Linked DNA regions of Mus musculus: region 1 is linked to region 2. Evidence: chromatin contacts called from public HiChIP or PLAC-seq data. All regions are on one chromosome and are shown on one strand. The core of a region is the stretch at or near the end of the contact, and the rest is flanking DNA. Distances in the headings are between cores, read along the strand shown. Region 1 holds the start of Shox2 (short stature homeobox 2). Region 2 has its middle 180 kb from the start of Shox2.

What was found. HiChIP or PLAC-seq counts read pairs in DNA pulled down with a chosen protein or histone mark.
Region 1: an H3K4me3 HiChIP or PLAC-seq map of embryonic limb bud shows a contact between it and region 2, with 2.2 times the contacts expected there. The contact joins the promoter of Shox2 here to the enhancer-like site in region 2. A contact is called at or near these places in 1 of 484 Hi-C or Micro-C datasets (the N1E-115 cell line), 4 of 115 datasets of contacts at active chromatin or transcription factors (craniofacial prominence, embryonic forebrain, embryonic hindbrain and 1 more) and 1 of 9 other capture datasets (pancreatic islet).

Annotation. Positions count from the first base shown.
Region 1 is chr3:66,977,817-66,983,309 of GRCm38.p6, reverse strand. Shox2 (short stature homeobox 2) reads left to right here and starts at 1,539. Exons shown (of 5, transcript NM_001302357.1): 1 at 1,539-2,099; 2 at 4,916-5,124. The coding sequence starts at 1,754. It also overlaps a transcript of Rsrc1 not described here.
Region 2 is chr3:66,794,863-66,800,576 of GRCm38.p6, reverse strand. No RefSeq gene overlaps it. Among named protein-coding and RNA genes, the nearest start is that of Shox2, 180 kb to the left of the region's middle. Within about 2 kb of position 1,661, at least 10 of the 459 cell types and tissues checked have an H3K27ac peak or open chromatin away from gene starts, as enhancers often do. A contact at or near this core is called in embryonic limb bud, where this site is marked.

The DNA of each region.
Region 1 (5,493 bases), core at 290-2,789, 180 kb before region 2:
AGTATTTGCATAGCTACAAATCACACAGCAAGCCGTGGCTTAGAGGAGACAGTCATGTCCCCCCCCCCCATATAATTAAGAGTTTTTATAAAATAATTGTCAAATATACAGTTTTTAAGTTATAAATCAGAAAGAGAGTTGTTTTCCCCCCTCCAAAGAGTGAGTCTTTTTTTCACAGTCCACGGTAAACAAAAATTAGTCGAGCGACAAGCAACATCGGTAATTTTTTCCGCAGAACTCAAAAAGTAGTCATCTTTTGTTTTTCAGAATTAGGAAATCGAACTAGAATGCCCCCCAAGATGCTAAATAATTAAGGGCAGGGTGCAGGGAGTTGTTAGGAAAAGGAGTAAGAACCCTTAGACCTCATAGAGAAAATCGAAATGGAACTGCGCCTGACCGGGCTGTAAGAAAATACCTTAAGACCGAATCTGGCAGAGAACAGCTGCTCAGGAAACAAGTTAAATCGACCAACCCCTTCTAGCGGGATGTGTCTTTATGGGAGTCAGCTTTGACTCCAAAGTAGTAGAGTGAATTACAGGGACCAGTACTCAGTGAGGCTGGCTGCGCGTTCGGAAGATCCTAAAAGGAGGTGAAGCCTTCCGAGGTGCTGCAATGAAGCCCCATTCGCAGCAGGCGCGTGAAGACCGGATGCACCGCTGTGCAGCTGCAGCGGCTTGGAGCAAGAAAGGGTGCAGGAACGGAATACTGGAATGGTTGCTAGGCCTATTAACCATAGAGAGCCCGATACTGGGCCAGAGACCAGGGGTCATCATTGTAGGGTCGAGCAGTTGGGATGCCCACCCAGAGCGAGGCTGTAGGGTCGGGTACTCTCTGAGGATACCCACTGACTCTGATTGCAATGCACTTGTCAGTTTCCTCTTGGCCCCGCCTCCGAGAAGTCTATCCAGTTCCCCAGTGTTTTACTAAGTCGTGACACCAACGCAAAATCCACGCTTAATTAAATTAATTAGGGATTCTTGTCAATCCTGGATTAATGGCCAAGAGCACCAGCGGCCGAGGCTATCAGAAAACCCGACCGCTGAGGACCTGCCTCCTCTCCCCGCCCCCTCTGGTCCCCTGCTTGCCCTCCCTCTCCAGCCCGGTGGACTCCAGCCTGGATCCTCCATCCTCAATATTCATATTCATATTCTCTCTCTCTCTCTCTCTCTCTCTCTCTCTCTCTCTCTCTCTCTCTCTCTCTCTCTCTCTCTCTCTCGTCCCCACTCCCTCTCCTCCCCACCCCAGGTAGTGGCGCTCCTGCTACCCGCGAAGGGGTTCACTAGGAGTTGCGAGGGGAGGTAATTTACTCAGAACAAGAGGCCCGCCTTTAGGAAGTATAAATAGTGAGACTTCAAGAGCTGCGTCGCTATCAGATCTGAACTCTCCGCAGGAAGAATTGTCAAAGATCTTAACATTGAACACGCGCACTCCGGCAGGGAAGCATCAGTTCCCATTTCCCTCTGGCGGCCCCCGCCCCTTCCCTCCTCCCCCCTCTCCCCCTTTACCCCCTCCTTCCTCCTCCTCCTCCTCGTCCTCCTCCTCCTCTTACTTCTTTTTCTCCTTCTACTTCTCCTCTTCTTTCTTCTCCTCTTTTTCTTCTTCCTCCTCCTCCCTCTCCTCCCCCATCCCCCTGCCCCATTGATGTGTTATTATTGGGGGGGCTGGAGCAGTAAAAAAAGAAGGAGGAAAAAAAGAGCGGGGCTCGGCAGGGAGAGCTTGAGCGCGAGGTTGACCGGCGGCGGCAGCGGCCGCGATGGAAGAACTTACGGCGTTCGTCTCCAAGTCTTTTGACCAGAAAGTGAAGGAGAAGAAGGAGGCCATCACGTACCGGGAGGTGCTAGAGAGCGGGCCGCTGCGCGGGGCCAAAGAGCCCGGTTGCGTCGAGCCGGGCCGCGACGACCGCAGCAGCCCGGCAGTCCGGGCGGCCGGCGGAGGCGGCGGCGCGGGAGGAGGCGGAGGCGGAGGCGGAGGAGGCGGAGGAGGTGCTGGAGGAGGAGGAGCAGGCGGAGGAGCTGGAGGAGGGCGCTCTCCCGTCCGGGAGCTGGACATGGGAGCCGCGGAGCGGAGCAGGGAGCCCGGCAGCCCGCGGCTGACGGAGGGTAACGGCCTGCCCCCGGCCGCGGTTCCCCTTACTGCCTTCCCTTATCCTCGGGGCGGGAGAGGACCCGGGACCCGAGCGGGAGGAGGGCGGCATCGCAGAGGGCCCTGGACCCCAGCTTTGGGAGATACCGGGATAGTGGAGGGGTAGGAGGCCAGACTGCTCCGTCGTGGGTGGGGTCCTCGCGTGGGGGAGGGCGTGGGGTTTCGCGCACCCTTCTCTGTCGCTCCGGTTGCACCGAAATATGTTTTTCGCGAGCGGGAGGATGGGGCCGCGCTGCGGGACGGCGAAGTTTGTGTGGCCCGCGGCGAGAAGGGGTGCGGCAGGGGCTCACTAGGAGGCCGGTTGTAACTAGCCCGTAGTCCCGAGTTTGCCAGAACCCCTTTCCTAAGCCTAAAGGAGAGAAGGGGAGGGGAGAGAAAGAGGAGAGCCACACGACATTGCCCTTCTTTAGATTTGCCATCAAAACCACTGTAACTCTGCAAAGCCCCCAAATCTCCGGATCTTGGGGACCAAACTTCACATTCTTACTGAACAGTTAAGGTAGGAGCCAGCCAAAGGTCCAGGCCAAGGTGATTCCCTCTCGGTGGAGGAATTGAGGAGTAGAGGGTGGGGGACGACGACGAGGACACTACATACACAATTTCTTTACTGGCTAGAATCGTGCAGTACTTTAGGAGAGAGAGAGAAAGAGATGGAGAGAGAGAGAGAGAGAGAGAGAGAGAGAGAGAGAGAGAGAGAGAGAGAGAGACTTTTGGAGAGAGCAGTGTTAGAAAAAGGCTTTATCTAACCGGTGAAGCGTCCATCAACTCAAAGTTAAAAATTAATTTGGCACTCGGTACTGCAGTAACTGGTGTGCTGCCATATTTTTCCAATTAAGAAAATATGTGGCATGCGTAGAATCACAAATTTAAGCAAGCAATTAACTTGTTTATAACACGGTCTGTTCCTGTTTAGGCCATTAAGTGGAAAGTTGGGGGCGAAAGAGACATTATATTAAGTCTATTAATCAACTTGAAATTTGGATTTGTTTTCCTTTGAAGCCCCTAAACTTTGAGGGGAATCCACTCTGGGGGTGACAACAGACAAAGCCAGTCCACCTTCCCATCTGAAGAATATATGTTCCTGTTTAAATTTTACTAAGATGTTAGTGAGATTGTCCTAGTAATGTTTTCTATTAAATTGACCCCTAATGTTTGCTGTGACCTTATCTACTTCCTTCCCGGAGGAAGAACAAACGTCCACAAAATGAACTCTGAGAAGCAGAAATACAGGCAATAAATAAGGTTACTGTATAGAATGCCAAGCTGGGGCAAGATGGGGCGCTTTGCCTTCACCGAGATCCCGGCCGGCCGTGTTCCCCTAAATTTAGAACGTGATAGGGTAAAATGATAAAGGGGCCCCCAGAGTAACCCTTCAAGGTTCATAGCTCTGAGACTCGGGTTACATAGCCCTGGCAAGCCTGGGTGAGCCAGTTGCTGGGGTTGTTGATTTCCAAGCTCTGGGCAAGTGTTAATTTCTTTGTAGCTTGGCTCTTTCGACTTAATTTTTTCCCCTCTGTGTTGATCCGGTTCCTGGGTTGGGAGGAATCAAAAACAGCCTCTACTATCTAAACTTAGCTTTGACAGTGGACATCCATCTCCAAATCATGCAGAGGATGAAGGTTGGGTGGACCTTGTATTGATATGGGCCTGACTTTGACTGTCCTCATCATTGCCTTTTGACATACATATATACCACCCCTCGTGTGGCTCTATTTGCTCACACTGCCAGAGCTCCTATCTTTTACATGGAAGGACAGCAAAGTAGCAACGAATGTGAGGGGGAAAATGCATATTTTATTAAACATCCGAGCGGCTGGATGCATGAAAAGGTTTTGAACAGCCAATAGAAACCGAGGAATGTTCTGCTTGAACCTGTTGATCTCAGTGGGTTTAAGCCTTTAGGGTCGATCCTTGGTTTCCACCGGGGAGGGAGAAGGAGAGGACAGATGCAGCGGTGGGTTTTGCTGACCACCAGAGTCTGTCTGATTTGCCGCCTCTACCCTTCTGGCCCAGCGTGGGCGGCCAGTCATCCAGGCCGCCAACATGGCGTGGTTGCCTGTGCCAATCCGACCCGAGTCTGGCAGGGAGCACAGGGACTGCCTAGTTGCTGATGGAACCATCCGTAGGGGTCTGGTCCGAGCCCTTGGGTACCCGGGGACGTGGCTTTCGGCGCAGCGCTGTACCAGAATCTCGTTTTCCTGCTGCAACCTTTCAGCGGGCCCAGTTGTTCCTAAATTAGACCAGCAAGTTTGCGGGAGGCAAAGGGCCAGAGGCAGCAGAGGCTGGCGGGACAGCGGAACAGCCCTCTGGGGATAGCTGGCGTGCGAGGCCATCGCGTGGCCTTGCCGCGCCCTTTAACCGAGACCGGGCTCTGGGAGAGGCCCGCGCAGCGCTTTTGATTTCCGTGAGTGCGTGGGTCAGTGAGTGCCATAGGGTCAGGAATGCATTTGGTGTTGACAGAAGGGAAGGGAACAGGTAGTGAGAGGGTAAGCTAAGACCCCAGTTGAGTTGGGTAGCCGCGTGCCCACCTTGTCCCCAGGCAGCTATACAGACGAGACTTTGCGGGTCTCAGAGACCCCATCCTCTCTCCAGGTCTTCACAGGGATCCCGCGCTCCCAGGGTTTAGGAGTCTCTAGCCTTCTGGAAAAATCTGGTAATGAGACTGTCTTGCTTTTTTTTTTTTTTTTTGTTCGTGTGTGTGTGTGTGTGTGTGTGTGTGTGTGGTGGTGCGTGCTCCGACGCACGTGTGGTCCTTCCGTGGTGCCCTCTTCAGTGTCCCCTGAACTGAAGGATCGCAAAGACGATGCGAAAGGGATGGAGGACGAAGGCCAGACCAAAATCAAGCAGAGGCGAAGTCGGACCAATTTTACCCTGGAACAACTCAACGAGCTGGAGAGGCTTTTCGATGAGACCCACTATCCAGACGCTTTCATGCGCGAGGAATTGAGCCAGCGACTGGGGCTCTCTGAGGCCCGAGTACAGGTACCCCCATTGCGAGGAGGTGGAGGCTGGGTCCTGAAAGTCAGAGTGCTATACCTAATGTTTGCGGGGAAGCTGCAGGTGTCTGGTGTGAGATGAAAAAAAAAGGGGGGGGACATCTTTTCTAAAGATCTTATTTTCTAAAATGGGTTTTGATCCCGTAGCCCCTTTCACTCCTAAGCCAACATATGTTCGCTGAAAAAGAAAGCTGTGCTGGGCTTGCTCCCAGAGTTTCTATTAACCACACCCCCCTAGCCCCTCGCTGTCTTTAATGTGGTTTAATCCTAATGGGCCTACTTTTATAAGCCTTAAAAAAAATGCCATAGAAAACGTTTTATCTCTGAAGCCTTAAAAGTTACAACGAGTATTTTG
Region 2 (5,714 bases), core at 412-2,911:
AAGCTAAAATCAGGACATAATTCAAAGTGTAGAATTATATGCCTTTTGCTTTAGGATAGATGGTGGAGTGCTTTATCTAAATTGATAAAATTGATAGACTGAGTGTTAAGTGTATCTTATACTTTATAAATTACATAATAGTAATAGCTGTGCTCAATTTATATCTGAGAGAAAAGAGCCTTTTATTTGGACACAAAAGGGGAAATATTGTGGAATGTCCTGGTGCTGTTTGCATTTTGATGCTAATTCTGCTCCCTCAAGAGGTGCTACCCCGATAAGGAGTAGATCTGGTACCCAGATGACTTCATATGAATCTTCTCCCCATCTCAACTGATCAAATAAAGGCTAGAGCTTGTGATTAGACAGTGGAAGGGAAAGGTGGGGCTGAAAGTTTTAGAGAGGGAGAGAGAGGAAGGAGGGAGGAGAGATGAGAAGAGAAGGAAGAAGAGGTGGAAGGAAGATGGAACAAAACCATGTGTCCTGGAGTAGCCTCAAGTAGCAAGAGATCTCAAAGCTGGGGAATAGAGTAGTGTAGTGATGTATTTGCACAATCTAGATGTACAGCTTAAAATATTATAGCTGAGTTGTGTGTTCTTTACATGGGCTCATTGGGGTTAGAGATTTATCACAACAAAGCACGCTCCATTTCTCTAGTCCTTTCAGTTGGAAGTGGTTTGAGGACTTTTTTTTTTTTTTTTTTGATCCCTAGAATATGACAGAGGTAATTATTGGGTTCCTGAGGTAAGGCCACTGAGGCCTTTGGGTATCTGTTCTTCCCATCTTGTTCCCTGAAGCCATTGCAAGTACACATTTAAGAAGTCCACTGTTGCTTATTAGAGGATGGTTGACAAAGGTTCAGAAAGGACTGATATAGACTGAAGTCCCTGCTGAGTTGTAGCACCAGCTGCCACACACACACACACACACACACACACACCAGCAGAACATCATAGGATGTTAATTCTCAGAACTGCAAAGAGCAGCATCCAATCTCTATGATGTTTAGCCACTGTGTTTTGTTGTGGCTTCTTTGGCTATGAGAAATAACTGAAATGGTGCAGGTATTCTCCATAATACTTAAGTAGTGGAACAGCAGAAACCTGCTGAGGTATGCCAGTCTGAGTGGTGAGGGATTGGCTCAGTGCCGTACTGTTAGGAAGTGATGGGGCTGGCACTGGGGCCCAGAATTCTGTCACTCTCTAGTACAAGCTTTAGTGACTCTTAGTTTATTTGATTAGAAGATTAAAAAAAAAACATGATGGTTTATTTGAAAGCTGACTTCATGTACAGATAATGGATTTGGGTGACAGATATTACCTGCAACTGTCATTCCTGTGTCTCAGGAAGGCACCCTGCTGATTGTTCATGAAGTCTCTTAAAAGTGTGGGACCCCAAAGGCAGCCACACCTCTTTCTTCTTACTATACAGTTTGGTTCATGAGTCTTTTTCTTCTACAGAGTGAGAGATTTCCCAGTGAGGCATAATTACTGAGAAGTTACCTCTTCCATTTAGAGTTTCTCAAAGTGGCAAAAATAAATTTAATTTTGAAAGATCAATGGAAACCAAGCTAATCATTTAAAAACGCTGCAGAATCTTTCTGGGCTCTCGTCTTACAGTACCACAGGGATCAGCCTGTGGGCTCACTGTGAAAGGAAAGCAGAGCAAACTTCACAAAGCCTCACTGGCCTTCTCCACAGGCAGCCTCCGTGACTCCTACCAATGCAACAGTCTTTCCAGCTGTTGCAAAAACCCCAAAGGCTTCGGAAATCCTGTTTTTAAGTATCCTCCACTGTTAAATTTTGTACACTTCTTCTGTTATTAGAAAGGCAGGCCATCATTTTTATTTAAAATAAATTACAAAGCAATTGACCAACGTAAGAAGAAAGGTTGTTCAAAGAGCATCTCCTACCTAAATGGGAGAGAGAAAAGCCCCTGGTATTTATACACAGCCTCACCTCTGGTGAGCTTACTTGTTTCTCAGTTTGTAACTATGTGGATATTTCCTTCTGGAAAGAGGAAGTGGTTGGAAGAACTGTGGACTATTAACATGTGCGTGTGCTGTGCGCCAGAAGGCTTATTTGAAGTGAATGAACAGGCAGGCACTTGTTCTAACTATGAGGTGGCGTAAGATCAATGGGAAAGCAGAAATAGTGACAACTTTACGAGCTGCTTTTCCACTAAAGCACTAGTATTACTGGTTTTCAGACTTGTTCACAGTAACTTTGCATACTTAAGTATTTTTGTATTTCCCATGCTTACTAAAACTAGTGCGAAGATCTGTTCTGACTACTCAAAATGGATTTATTTAAGTGCAGTGTAGACATTGCACATCAGGTAATGAGGCAATGACTGTAACGTAGTTGCCTCGTCTTCAAGAAGAGTCTTAAAAAAAATTCCATCCTTCTACTCAATTATGCAAATGATAAATACAAATGTTAGCTCACTTGTCCTGTCTATTAGGTGACTGTAGAGAATACAGAGATTTTCCAGAAAACGTCCAAAGTCTATTTGTTTCTAATTTCCTTCTGTTAATGTCACTGTAAATTTCAATGTCATATTCCTGCACGTTGTTGCCCCTAATCTGACAGTGTCAGAGGATCTATCTTCATTCTCTCACTCGTTTCATAATCTAATCCTCAGCTCTAACATGCAATTAGTGCCCTCTCCGCCCTCTGCATACCAAACAGGCTGACTGCTACAGCTTTCCCTGTGCAAACCATTTAGCAAGGCCGCCAGTAATGAATATGTACATTTAGAAGACCTTGGCGCAGAGGGTCACAGGCAATCAACCTTGAATTCAATTATGCAAGTCAAGGTTAATGACTCACCGCAGTGGTCAGAGGCATTCAGAATCCAGCAGATTAAATCAGCCTGTCAGAACTGACAATGTAGAAAGGACCGGAATTGTGCGAGAAACAGGGATTCGTGCAAAGATAAAATGGTGTCAGTCCTCAACGAAAATTACATGGAGTTCTCTGTGGCAAATCAGATTGTAAATCTCCTGTGGACCTGCGATATGATTAGTCTACATAAAGATGTTTCTAGATTGTACTACGGAGCCACTAATAGGCCCTCCTGAACTGCCCCCTCACGGGGTAACTTCACTGCTTTTAATCTCATCATTTTCATGTTCTGATTGTACTGCATAAAAATGAAATTATTATTTCTCAGTTACATTCACTGAGTATGCTCTATATAATTTTTTAACATTGCCTGAAATGTAATTGGTAGAAAAAAATTAAATTTTTCTGTAATTTTATTCTATGTTTTTTCCCTTTTGTTTATTTTTAACCTCTTCCTTGATAGTAGTGGATTGTGGCTAGTTGGAAGGGGAAAAAAAAACCAGATATAGGTTAAAACATTATAAAATTAGAATTAAAAAATTATAAAATTTATAAAAAATTATAAAACAGACGTGGTTCGATTTACATATCACATACATATTAAGCATTTTTATGAGAAAGCTGTACGGTGAATAAACAGAAAGTTTATTGAAATTTGTCTGACACAGATTATTTATTTCATAGTCTGAGATGTATGTGTGTTCTCCAGGCTCATGAAGAAGGATAGCTTTCCTCTTTTCTTCTGTACTCTCTCTAAGAGCAGAGCTACTAGATTAGACCCATTCTCCCCTTTTAGTGAAGAGCTCATAATGTGTGAGTAATCACATTCTTTTGCATTAGTATGTGACATTTATAGGATTATGTGTTTCTTTCTTATTTTTAATTATTCTATTTATTTACATTCCAAATGTTGCCTCCCTCCCAGCCTCCCTCTCAGAGTTTTGCATCCTATCCCCCCCTCCCCTTTGCCTCTGAGAGGGTGTGCCCCCTCTCTTCAACCCGCATCCCTGCATTTCTCTTAGGCAGGAACAATTCTGGGCCAGAATATTTGAAGGTAGGTTGTTGACCCCATCCCTCCATCGAGGACACTGTCTATCTGCTGGAGGTGGTCTCTTCAGGTTTCATCTTCCCTCTGTTGGGCATTTAGGCTAAGGTCACCCACACTGAGTCCTGGGAGCCTCTCACTTCCCAGGTCTCTGGGACTTTCTAGAAGGTCCCCCACCCCTCAGCCCCGGAAATTGCTACTTAATTCATTCTCCTGGCCCTCTGGTTTATTTTCTTTCTCTCCCATTCCTGATCTTGCCCCCCCCCCCTTTTCACCTCCCCATATCCTCTCCTACCCAGGTCCCTCCCTAGCTCTGCCTCCCGTGATTATTTTGTTCCCCCTTCTAAGTGGGATTGAAGCATCCTTATTTGTGTCTTACTTTTTATTAAACTTATGGTCTGGGTTGTATCGTGGGTGTTCTGTACTTTTTGGCTAGTATCTACTTATCAGTGAGTACATACCATGCATAACTTTTGAGTCTAGGTTACCCCAATCAGGATGATATTTTCTAGTTCCATCCATTTGCCTGCAAAAATCATATGTCCTCGTTTTTAATAGTCGAATAGTATGTACCACATTTTTTTGTATCCATTTTTGATTGAGGGACATTGGGTTGTTTCTAGTTTCTGGATATTACAAATAAGGCTGCTGCTATGAACACAGTGGAGCACCTGTCCTTGTGGTATGGTTGGGTGTCTTTAGGGTATGTGCCTAGGAACTAGGTCTTCAGGTAGAACTATTTTCAATTTTCTGAAGAACTGCAGCTTGCAATTCCATCAGCAATGGAGAAGTGTTCCTCTTTCTCTACATCCTTACCAGCATGTTCTGTCACTTGAGTTTTTGGTCTTAGCTATTCTGATTGGTGTAAGATGGAATCTCAGGGTTGTTTTGATTTGCATTTCTCTGATGACTAAGGATATTGAACATTTTTAAAAGTATTTCTCAGCCATTTGAGATTCTGGTGATCTGAGATCTCAAGATCTGGATCACAAGTGTACCCTCCATTTCTGGATTATAATTCATTCCAGATTAACAGTCCAAACTATCCCTTGTTCATCTGCAAACACAGTAAGTTTAGCTGGGTGGGATCTTGCTCCAAGATCACCACTCTCTTAATCTCTTTATTTCCTTGAACACAGGATTCAGATCCATTCTACTTTCTGGTAACCTTTTAAGACTTGAACCATATATTTTGTATTTTTTCTTTTAAAGTATGCTATTCTTGATAAGAATGTTCTTCATGAGACTTATCTAGAGAACAAAATCTGCACTGGGCTTCTTTGAGACCTCCTTTGTCAATGCTGTTACTATAAATGTCTTTACCTTATCCTCAGGTAGGTTCTTCAGACAAGGGCAAAAAGCAGCCACATTCTTCATCAAAATAGCCCCCTAATCAGTCTCTAGTCTACATACTGAGATTCTCCACTGAAACCCCCTATGCCAGGTCTGCACAGTTCAAATCACTCTCAGCAACAAAGTCTTTCATATTCATACTTGAATAGCCTATTAAGCCTCACTTAAAGCATCTTACTGCTTTCCAAATCCAAAGTCCCCAAACCAAAAACCAAAACCAAAACAAACAAAACAAAACAACAACAACAACAACAACAAAAACCCCAAACCAACCAACTAACCAACCAACAAACCAACCAACCAACCAACCAACCAATTAAAAAAAAAAGCAAGACACAAAAGAATGTTCAGGCCCATCACAGCAGTATCCTAGTCTCTGGTAACAAATTCTGTCTTAGTTAGGGTTTTATGGCTGTGAGCAGATACCATGACCAAGGCAACTCTCATAAAGGACAGCATTTAATTGGGGCTGG